Linked DNA regions of Zea mays: regions 2 and 3 are each linked to region 1. A link is a contact called in public Hi-C data. All regions are on one chromosome and are shown on one strand. The core of a region is the stretch at or near the end of the contact, and the rest is flanking DNA. Distances in the headings are between cores, read along the strand shown.

Region 1 (3,906 bases), core at 1,268-3,767:
TCTGATTAGTATACTTGCCTTGCTGATCTGTTGTCTAGTACCAAACTCTTGTCTTTGTTTATATATTTGATTAGTATATCTGATTAGTATTCCTCGTTAAATTCTTGTCTAGATCTGTTTACAGAATAAATAGAATGTGATGTTTTACTGGCAATAGAATGTGATCTTTTACTGGCAACAGAATCTGATTAAATAGAATGTGATGTTTTACAGAATAAATAGAATCTGATTACAGAATAAGTTCTTGTCATTGTTTCTAAAGCAATAGAATGTGATCTTTTACTGGCAAAGTGCAAGGCTGCTTGTGATGTTTTACTGGCAAGTAATCACTGACAATAGTCTGGAATTATGGATGATATTGCTTGTCCATTGGATAATGGTTAGAGAAATTGTTTAAGTAGCATGTTGTTCAATTATAACTGAACTTTTCAATTATAACTGAACTTAACTGAACTTAACTGAACTTTTCAGTGATGTGTTTATTTATTGACTTAACTGAATTTAACTGAACTTTTCAGTGATGTGTTTATTTATTGACTTAACTAAATTTAACATGTTTGTCATGCTTGTCTTGTTTAATTTAATAGATTATGCAACTAGCATAATATGTATATTATATTAAGTAGCTAGTTGTTCCTCTTTTCTTCTCCCCTCTTACCTTCATCTATTCCTGTTTTCCTCTTCTCCCCCTCTGTAGCCTCCTGTCTTGTTTAATTTAATGGATTAATGCATTATATTATGGGAGGTTGACTTACTGTTTGTTTTCCTTGCTCTTGGTTTTATTTTTGGGTCAGGCAACCAAACATACTCTCTATCCTTTAAGCAAATGTTCTCCCATGTATGGTCATATGATGTGTTTATTCATACAAAACTGAGGCAATCTATTGTATTACTCTCATGAGTTGATCAAGTGATTTTAATTGATAATAATTTCTGAGGCAAACACTTTTCATGAGAAATTGGTGTTACTGTTTCAGTTTTTGTTTCAGGTCTCATGGTATTTAATTCTGTTTATGCAATTTATGTTCTTTCTTCTCTTCTCAAGTTGTTTCTGAAATCACCGTTTCAGTTAATTGATCTCCTTTAGCTGGGTCTCCAGTTGACTGTGCATGTCATTATTAGTGGAGAGCTGAAGGTTCAGATCAGCAATGTTGTTTTGATGGTGTTTGTTTTCTTCTCTTAATTTCACCAGCTCTTGTTGCAGACTCTCTTCAAGAGATTGCTTTTCCTTCAAGTTCTCTTCAAGAGATTGCTTTTCCTTCAAGCTCTCTTCAAGTTTAGCTTCGTATTCTGCAGTCTGTTCTTCAATTTTCTTCTTTTCTTCAGTTATTTGGCTCAATGACTCCATAGTTCTTTTCTTCAAGTTTAGCTGGGGTCTGCGGATCATAGCTGAATTCAGATTCGGCTCGGATCGATTGTTCGCTCTTGATTATTCATGAAATGATCAAGAGAGCTCCTTCTCTTTCTCACTAAATAAGCTCCTTCTCTTAAATCATGTGGATCGATTGTTCTCTTAAATAAGCTCCTTCTCTTAAACTGTGGATCGATTGTTCTCTTAAATCCTGATCCACAGTTGACTGTGCATGAAATAAGCTCCTTCTCTTTCTCACTTGCTGCTTCCACCACACGGTTGACTGTGCACACGGTTGACTGTTAAGCATCACTGCAGATTAATTTTTATATGTCTGATAAGCTTCTAGATCATCAGATGTAATTCTGTTAATTCTGTTAATGTAATTCTGTTAATTCTGTTTATGTTTGTTCTCTTCTCAAGTTGTTGCTGTCAAATGGATCAGGGTTTGTAGGATCAAAATCATATTTTTAGTTCAAATATGTTGCTGTTCGGTTGTATGGATCTGTTTAATTCAGATTATTGTAAATGATATTTAGATGATTGCAATTAGTTCAATTTATGGGTCAAAATCATATTTTTAGTTCAATTCTGTTGTAATCACATCTATTGGATTTCAACGCTTCAGTCTGATTGCAAGAATCACAGCGAGATTTTGAGTTCAAATCTGTTGTAAACATATTTTTAGTTCAAATCTGCTGTAATTAGTTCATATTTAGATGATTGCAATTAGTTCGATTTTGAAATTTGGCGGGAGCTGTATTTTAAACATCAAAACTGAAAACTGGCGGCAACCCAATTGGGCCAAGCTAAAAAAAATGAGAACCAAACAATGTGCCATATGGGCCTAGCTCATTTTGACCAGGCAACCAAATATTTTGAACCGTCTCTATAGATACGGGCTCTCTTGAGCCTGGTTCTTTCAATGAGCCTGACTCAGGCTGGGCCAAGCAACCAAACAAATCCTACGTGTCCCGGCAGATAACGTGGTGGACAAAGGTCCAGGAGACTCGATGGGCCGACGTGCTCTGCTGGACCAACCCATGGGCCTACTGATGGGCACAAACACGGGCTGGCCTTCTGGTTGCGGATGGGCGTCTGCAGCTGTGCTGTTCCTTTTTCCTCTGGTGAGACTTCGCGATTCGTGAATGCGCCTTTCCGTTCCAAGAGAAGGAAGAGAAGCCGCAGCCTCCGCGAGGGCGAGACAGCTCGGCGGCGTGGTTCGGGGATGGGCAAGGGCGCCGAACTGTGGGACGACTCCGCGCTGGTGGACGCCTTCGACCGCGCCATGTTCAGCATGAAAGTATGCCTGCTTGTCTATGGCTTCTATGACTTCCCGGACCACTGCGCCTCGCCGCCGCAGCTGCTAGGGTTTTGGGTTTTGGGGGGGCTTTGACAGGCGACTGTCGGTCTCATCGATGGCTAGGCGCGGTGGGCGCAGGGGGTTTTGGATTCGGGGATGGAGAGCTCAGATTACACCTCATCGCATCGTGATGGGAGATTTATGTAAATTCGTCCGCCTTTTTGCAAAAAATGTTTGTTTGCATCTGGCTAATTGTTGATGTTTGGCAGGAAATGCATTGCAAGAGCAAGCGAGCAACGCCAAGCGAGGATGGGAAGACCGAACTTGCTGCTGCTACTGCAGAAGAGGAGCCAATTACTGCTGGAGCAGCGGATGTGTAAGTATACATGATGTTTTCAGCTTGATTCAGTGGTGGACTATGCTATCCAAAGCAAATGTAGCGGTTTACATGTTTAGAATTACAGTTGGGACGGGTAGAAAAAAGGGTAGCCTGTTGAGAAATAGCTGTTTGCTGCTTTTCCGGTATTTATTTCAACTGTTCAGTTTGGAACTCACATTTTAATTAAGGGATAATATCCGGTGCACATATAGAATCCTGGCCTTCATTTTTTTATAGGGTACAAGGATGCCACGAACTCACACCACTACACACACCACACATGACACCACACGCACACACACTCGTGCACGTCCAATATACACATTAGAAAAGGATTGAAAGGCCTAGACCTCTAGTGTGTAGGAAACACGCAGTACCACTGAATGCACCCGTGTGTGTAAAACCCTACCGGCAAAAAACCCAACCCACGCCTGTCTTCTCGCACACCTGGCGAACGAACCTACTGGGCTACAACCCAGTCCTCCTGGCCCAGGGGCGAAGCTAGGATTTGGGGATGAGGGGGCAAGCTTACCTCAAGCAACCAAGCCAGCGAGGGCACAAGATAAAAATGACAAGAAAATTACATCTCATTTATATCGTGGTGAGTGGATGATCCAAATGTATATAAAAATAAACGGGGTCTATTTCATTTTTTTACCTTTGTCACGAGACACAAGTAAGCAACCCAGACTTGACTATCGCCTTGCGCCCTTGCCGGTTGTCGCGTCCGCCCGTGAGAAGTGAGAACAGCTCGCTGCCAGCAATGCCTCCAACCTCCACATGCGCGTCCACAATTACCTGGGTCAAGCGAGAGGAGGCGTCGTCCCGTACTCCCGTGGAGCTCCACGATGGCGCAGCGGCAGTGCCCCGTGC
Region 2 (3,884 bases), core at 5-2,504, 130 kb before region 1:
CTCAGACTCAGAGCCATCCATCCAGCCTTTCCTTATTTCACAGGGACACGAACACGATCCCTACTCCAAGCAATCGTATAAAGCCTAACTGCTCTGTGGTGCGGTACTTTCCCTCTAATCAAGGCCGTCGTCCTTTTAGAATTTGCTGGTACAGTTCAATGGCAGACAAGTACCTTTTTTATACAATTATTTTTTTTTGCTAGTAGTACTTGGTATTTACATATATTTTTCTCAGAGAGCGATTCCTCTTTACCTATCTGGCAGCTAGCTATACACGCCTACGCTTTGCGTCCGACGCCTCAAACTTTACAGCGGAGGCCGGAGGGATGTGGTTTTGGATCCACGCTCTGCTTGCGGCGTTGTGCACCTGGCCACGGCCGCGGAAATGTTGGTCCATCCAAAACGGGCGGCTTTCTGTGACCGAGACCGAGAGAGAATACCGCACCGATCCTCCATCGCGAATTCCCAAAACGTGATGGCAATGGACGCGCGGATTCGCTGCCGACAAGCCTGATTTCGGCGACGGCGAGGGGGCGGCCGCCGCGATGCTGCTCCGCCGAAATCGAAATGTGTGATAAATTAAAAGGCATAATCGGCACGGCGCACAACGAGAAAAGAACACAACCAAGAGCTTCTCAAGCTCAGATAACCAGCATGTGGGGAAAAAAAAAAGGGAGACAACAACGTGCTGGGGGAGGCAACGAGATGCTTCGCTTCTTCCTTTTAATCCGGGGTCTGAAAAGTCGCATGCTTGTAACACGGTCTCGTTATTAATCCCCTCTACGCTACTGAACAGATGACGTTAACATGGCTCTCCGTGCTAATCTGCGGTGCTCCGCCCCACCCCGGCAAACCTAATGTTTCTAGAGAGGTCCCAGCTGGAAGGCTAGAGCCCCTGCTCCTAGTAGCCGGACAGTCCAACTACTTGTACACCATACATTACCTGACGGAGGGCAGAGCAGTAATTGGTGCCGCCGGGGGGAAGAGGAAGAAGACGGCCCGTGACGACGACCTGCAACCACAACTACCCCCATCCACCGGAAAAGAAAAGAAAAAAAAAAGTGCAGTCCGAACCCACATTCTAATAATCCGCACATTAGCTGTGGCGCGGCGGTTGGATCAGCGAGGCCCGAACGCCATCCGCGTCCGGCAGTACAGGTAGTTATCGCTTATTAAATATCACCCGCACTTTTTTCCCTTCCTCTCCTTTCATCCTCCGCCTCTTTTTCCTCCTCCTGCCGCTCGCCGGAGCACCGCCGCGGGCGCTCCCTCCTTCGCCTTGGTTTGGTTCCGACGCCTACGCGGGATCCGTAGTCTGCGCCGTTCCGGAGTTCTGGAGCCACCTCCGTGCGCTCGGGAGCGCGGCGTTACCGGAGCAGGGGCGGGCGCGGATCGGAGCGCGCTGGGGACGCCGGTAGCGGCCGCCTCAGGGGAATGTGGGTCCCCGTTTGAGGAGGCCTCGGGCCGGGAGGCCGCGCCGAGATGATACGGTGAGCGATCTGCGGGTTTGTGGGTTGCTAGTCGGGAATTGGCGAGCATGTGCACCAGCGCTCTGGGTGGTTGGGTTTGTTTGAGAGGATGCGGGAGTTTGTTTTCTATGGAATTTGCGCAGAAAAAACTCGGGAACTGTTTGATTCGTCAGAATTGACTTGGCCTTGTGGACTCCGCTCATGTTAGTATCATTATTTTGTTTGTTTCGAGTCATACGATTCTATTCGCCTCGAACCGGGAGTGCCGTTTTGGTGATCAACTAACCCTGCAATTCTGGCGGTTCGTTGTCGAAATCCGTCCCAATCGTTTTTTTTAATTTTGTGTTTCCCCTTCAAATTGTGATTTGCCGGATGTTTGGTAGAGATGGGTTGCAGTGCCTGCATATGCGGGGTATAATTTCGCGACTTCCCGCGCTCGCCTGATTCTATGTGTTCTGTAGCAGCTCGCTTAACCCGTAGTTTCGCGTGGTGCCGCTAGTCCTCTTACTATTGGCGCGCCTGTTCCTTTCCGGGCGACGAATTTGCTTCAGACAATTTATTGTAGAACTGAGCCTAATGTGGCAAACATTTACTTTCACGGTTAGTTTTGAGGTGTTTATAAATTCGAACTGTTCCATAGATTTGACCAATTTCTGGAAAGGGTTTGACCACTTCAGTTGCTATTTTTGCCTGCATTTCTGCTATTCTACGTCGATAGGTTTGATATGATGTGATTCGCGGGCTATAGCTCTAGTGTTCTGAATATGAGCTCTTTTATTCACGTGAACTGTGGGTGATCTGAGAAGGAATTTTGAACTAAATGGATGCATTCCTATATTTTGTGATTGTGGTGCACAACTGTTGGATTCTCCTCTGTATAAACAGGAGAGTTTGACTTTTTCAGCATCGTACTACGTGTATCCTAGTCCTAGGTATTGCCACCCGCGTGGCTACAGTGGCTTTTATTATGGGAACAAATTTAGTGACTGCTCGCCTTTTGTAGAATTCAGCTCTGACCTTTGGGCATATAGAGTGGTGTGGAAAAGTAAGCACAATTGACACATGTTCATGAATTGCTTATTTACATTTGTTCGATTAGACTCTTCCTTTTTGGGTTGCGATATTCTGTTTACATCAGCTGAGACAAACTCTTTAAGCTATGTCCATTTCACTTTAGTTTGGCATCTTCCATTACAATATGCCATTTCTAGCTATAATTTAGTAGTGCAATGTGTATACAGTGCTCTAACAAAATCAGTGATTGCTTCTTCTTATGTGCTTAGATCAAGGAGACCGGTTCTCTTGAGCTGGGGACTGCAAAGGATACGTGGCTTCAGTCATTGTGCTCTGGATTTTTAGATCAAGGGACCAATGCCTCCAGGATAATGGCGGGGAAGGACGGAGTTTCTCTGAAATCTGTGTCATACGGGGCAAGGCTGCGCAGGAGTTGTGATGCATCACTGAGAGAGGCAGGGTCCATGAGAGACCCATTCTTGAAACACAGAGTAAAGAAATTTGATCTATCTAGCCTAGATTGGATTGATGAGATTCCAGATTGCCCTGTATTTTCTCCATCAACCCAGGAGTTTGAGGATCCTCTGGTTTATCTCAGCAAAATTGCCCCTGTGGCTGCAAAATATGGTGATAGTTGCTTCTCTGTATCCTTAGTTGATTATATTCTTCTAACAAGGTCAAATCTTGATAATGATGATAGACAGAGAACTAATGGCTAACAGATGTAGTTGCATGAACTGATGAACACGACATGAAGAAACTTGCAACGAAAGTTGCTATACTTACACAGTGTTGCCATTTTTGTCCCTAAACTACTAAATTGTCTCAGGTGGCAAATTGTTCAAGTGTAGGGACCTACCAAGATAAATGTGAACTTTAGATACCTAAGTATTGCCCCTTGCATGTTTTGGCATCTCAGAAGCATTTTTTGCTAGCAGCCTTTCTGTGATGTGCCCCATAAATCTCGATCCTTAAATAATGCGCTCACTCTGGATGTTCGGTCTATTTTTAGACCTCTATTTCTATCCTCCTAATATATTCAAATGCGCAGTTCTCCTGCGTGTTTTTTTTAAAAAAATAATTCGCTCAGATCTGAATCATACAGTTCCTTTGGTTGCTGTAGCATGTGTTCATAATCTTCGTCAGTGTGCTATAAAATAATGTTTTTTTAAGTTTCATGTGCCTGCTAAAAAAAGATGAATCAATGCTCACACATGGAATTGTTCACAACTCTGATTATGGATTTTGAAGTAAGTTTATGTGAATATTGTGTTGTTGTGACCATGTGCAATTTCCTAGGTATATGCAAGATCATTTCACCTGTCTCTGCTTCAGTACCTGCGGGCACTGTACTAATGAAGGAACTAGGTGGGATTAAGTTTACGACCAGAGTTCAGCCTC
Region 3 (3,952 bases), core at 875-3,374, 200 kb before region 1:
GATCCCCTGTGGCGTCAGGCGATGGAGGATGAGTTCCAAGCCCTCACCACCAACAACACTTGGACTCTTGTTCCGCGTCCGCCCCACGCCAACATCGTCTCCGGCAAATGGATTTTCAAACACAAGTTCAACTCCGACGGATCCCTCGAGCGCTACAAAGCGCGTTGGGTCCTTCGCGGGTTCACTCAGCGACCTGGCATCGACTTCGACGAAACTTTCAGTCCTGTTGTGAAGCCTGCCACCATTCGCACCGTCCTCAGCTTGGCTCTTCACCAGGACTGGCCGATTCATCAGTTGGATGTCAACAATGCGTTCCTCCATGGTACCTTGACTGAGACTGTCTACTGCACTCAGCCAGCTGGTTTTCTTGACCCTGCACATCCAGATCACGTATGCCGCCTCAACAAATCACTCTACGGTTTGAAGCAGGCTCCTCGAGCATGGTACAATTGTTTTGCTTCTCGCATCCAGTCTATGGGGTTCATTGAGGCCAAGACAGATACTTCGCTCTTCATCTACCAGCATGGTCCCGACAGTGCCTACTTGCTTCTCTACGTGGATGACATCATCTTGACCGCCTCCACGTCAGCTCTGCTTCGCCGGATCATCACTTCACTACAACAGTCTTTTCCGATGAAAGACCTTGGTCCACTTCAGCAATTTCTGGGGATTACCGTGACTCGTTCCGCCACCGGCATGATGCTCTCTCAGCGACAGTACACGCTTGAGATATTGGAGCGCGCCGGCATGACTGGCTGCAAGACCTGCGCCACCCCAGTGGATACTCAATCCAAGTTGTCTTCTTCTGGCGAACCCGTGTCTGATCCTACCCTCTACCGCAGTCTGGTTGGTGCTCTTCAGTACTTGACTTTCACTCGTCCAGACATCACCTACGCTGTTCAGCAGGTTTGCCTCCACATGCATGATCCTCGGGAACCACATCTTGCCGCTGCGAAGCGCATCCTTCGCTATCTCCAGGGGACACCTGACCTCGGACTATTCATCGACCGCGCCTCCTCGCCGACCACCCTCACCGTCTACACTGACGCCGACTGGGCTGGTTGTCCCGAGACTCGTCGCTCCACCTCTGGCTTTGCTGCCTTCCTCGGCACCAGTCTTGTTTCTTGGTCCAGCAAGCGTCAGCAAACCGTGTCACGCTCCAGTGCTGAAGCCGAATACCGTGCCATTGCTAATGGTGTGGTAGAGGCTTCCTGGCTACGACAGCTACTTCAAGAACTGGGACAACCCTTGCAGCAGGCTACCCTTGTTTACTGTGATAATGTGAGTGTTGTCTATCTCTCGACTAATCCGGTGCAACATCAACGCACCAAACATATCGAGATTGACCTTCACTTTGTTCGTGAGCGTGTGGCCGCCGACGCAGTTCGTGTTCTACATGTCCCGACATCCTCCCAGTTCGCTGATATTTTCACCAAGGGCCTTCCTTCTACAGTCTCTGCTGAGTTTCAGTCCAGTATGAATGTCCGGCCAGCCGACGTGGGGGTGTTAGACAACTATTCCTAGTAGGCTATCAGCAGATATAGAAACCCATCCCAGGATATCAATCATGTGATTCATTGCCCGATTACCCAGATCATGTTTCTATAATCTGGGTATGTTTGTGGCTATATATTGTAACATGTTTGCTGATCTTAATCAAGCCGTGTATTCTCCAAATCCTATACGTCTTCAAAATGAACAAGATTCAGACAAGTGCGCCAGGATCGGAGGAACGTCTAGAGCACCGTGGATCAACTACGCATAACAATCTGCAACCAAGCTAATCACCAAATGCACCATAATCACGAAACAGCCAAAGAGAAAAACACACTGGATTTTGCTTCGGAACGGGGAAAGCAAACAAACAGAATCACAGAGAGCAGGAATTCCAAAATCTGCGTTCTCACCTCCACGGATGCGATCCCAACAACCTCGCCCTGTGTCTGAGAACGCGATCGAAATGGGGTGGCAGAATTCGAACCGCCTCGCGCGCATTTTGCTCCCGGTTAGGTTTTCGTAGGTGGTCGGAGCAAGGAGTGACATGGCTATGTCTGGGAAGTGGGAAATGGGAACACATGCTCCTGGGCCGTAACCTAATCATGGTCGGTCAGCCCATTTTCTCATAGAAGCCCAGTGGCCTCCCCTCTCATCCTTTCGCTTTGGACCCCGGTCCCCGGCGGCTTCGAAACCCGCTCGTGGCAGTGGGCGAGGCGAGCACGGCGGCGGAATGATGGCGAAGGGCGGTGCTGGCAGCGGGATGATCTGGGCGACGGCGGAGGATCTTGCGCGGCGCCGGCCGGTGGTTCTGTCCCTGTATCGGCAGGTCCTTCGGGCGCTAAACTCGCCGGCGCTGCCGCTGGGGCACGCGGCGCGGCTGGCAAAGAAGGCGGAATGCCGAGCCATCTTCGTCTTCGGTGCCGAGGAGAGGTCGCTCCACAACATCCGGGACCTCGTCGAGGCTGCGCGCCACACGCTTGGCCTCCTCAACCGCGGCCGCCTCCCGTAGTGAGAAGACAGAGGTACGCAGAGTCTCCCGAGCCTAGCTGCTACCGAATCTTCATTGGTGTCTCTGTTTCATACCTCAGCTTCCTTGCTATGCCCGATTGTAATATTTAGGCCTGCTGCATGTTGACAATGACTGAATTGGTGTCGTCTGTTCTAGTACTCTGTGTCTGAATTGTTTCTCTATGCATACGGCAGAACCGATATGCTATTATTATATTGTAACTGTTAGGAAATAAACTAATCCGTACAATTTCCCATTGTTTCTCCATGTAAACTACTGAAACATATGTATTCTAATTGCGATCTGCAAACCAAATGAAGTATTTTTGTCGGTATGGACGCACAATCGACTACCAAGTAGTACATGAGAATATGATCATTTACACATAAGAGAAGTCGCATTATACTCGACGTATATACCACAAATCTATGGTATGAACATAACTTGGAACTGACAGCAGCATGTTGTGGCATCAAACTCCAGGCTTAGAAGACTGGGCAGACGCCATCACCCAAGTCCACCCCTTTGGCAGTAGGACACTTGGCAAGAGGGCAGTGCTCTCCTGCAGTACCCCACCAATCGATGCTCTTGTTCTGCATGGTCAGCGAGAAGTACAGCAGCACCCCCATGAACGCAACTCCGGCGTCAAGCCCGGCGGAGAGGATGTAGTTGTACCGAGTCCACCACCTCTTGCGGTACCGGAACACGAAGAAGTTAAAGATGGTGCCGACAAGCAGCCACGAGTTGTAGTTGACCGCCGTCGCTGGGGGCATGCTAGCCGTTGCACCAAAGAGCACCGGAAGGTTGATCAGCGGTATCCAGCTCTGGCTGGGGAACACCCTGTGGAGAGCGTATACGATGACCGGGCCTGCCGCGCCGATGAGGAAGAACCAGTTGACGGCGCCGTAGTTCCCACCTGGCCCAAAGATGCGCATTGGACCGACGAGGCCCCAGATGACTGACGCGTCGAAGAACACACGGTCGTTAGGGCATGTCCAGGGGCTGTCTGGCGGGAGTGAATCCGAGCAGATGCCGTGGATGGAGCCAAGCAGCCACCACGCTGTCCCGATGTTGATCGTGCCAGCCACAATGGTACCAACAAACTGTGTAAATACAGCAAGTGAAGATTAATTAGTACAGTACCTTTTTTTTTGTTTGTTTCTTATATGCAAGCAACTGACCATTTCAATTTATAAGAACATTTACCTGAACAAGGAACATGGACTTGGGAGGGATCTTCATATAGTGGCCAAGTTTGAAGTCCGAGAGGAAGGCAACAGCCTGCGACATGCTCATGTAGCCATAGACTTTGAAGCAGACGACGGCGATAGGAGAGCCCGGCATAATCAGACCCATGGCATACTCGGTGATCACATTCAGGCCAGGCGACTGCATGCACAGAAGGCAATTTGGAGGGTCTGTCAGCCTTTTTGTGTACAACGATTA

The links. Hi-C and Micro-C count contacts between places; a contact is called where the count stands out from the background.
Region 2: a Hi-C map of leaf shows a contact between it and region 1, with 4 times the contacts expected there. The contact joins the promoter of LOC100501391 here to the promoter of LOC100191236 in region 1. A contact is called at or near these places in 11 of 25 Hi-C or Micro-C datasets (bundle sheath, ear, endosperm and 5 more).
Region 3: a contact with region 1 is called in a Hi-C map of leaf, with 4 times the contacts expected there. The contact joins the promoter of LOC100304174 here to the promoter of LOC100191236 in region 1. A contact is called at or near these places in 2 of 25 Hi-C or Micro-C datasets (leaf and root tip).

Annotation. Positions count from the first base shown.
Region 1 is chr5:207,312,002-207,315,907 of Zm-B73-REFERENCE-NAM-5.0, forward strand. LOC100191236 reads left to right here and starts at 2,518. Exons shown (of 6, transcript NM_001136670.1): 1 at 2,518-2,654; 2 at 2,924-3,030. The coding sequence starts at 2,580.
Region 2 is chr5:207,183,941-207,187,824 of Zm-B73-REFERENCE-NAM-5.0, forward strand. LOC100501391 reads left to right here and starts at 1,255. Exons shown (of 11, transcript NM_001362567.1): 1 at 1,255-1,490; 2 at 2,753-3,110; 3 at 3,783-3,884. The coding sequence starts at 2,855.
Region 3 is chr5:207,113,785-207,117,736 of Zm-B73-REFERENCE-NAM-5.0, forward strand. It overlaps LOC100304174, which reads left to right and starts at 2,125. Exons shown (of 1, transcript NM_001165629.2): 1 at 2,125-2,769. The coding sequence starts at 2,228. The coding sequence ends at 2,506. It overlaps LOC103627583 (oligopeptide transporter 4), which reads right to left. Exons shown (of 6, transcript XM_008647886.4): 5 at 3,713-3,895; 6 at 2,693-3,609. The coding sequence ends at 2,992.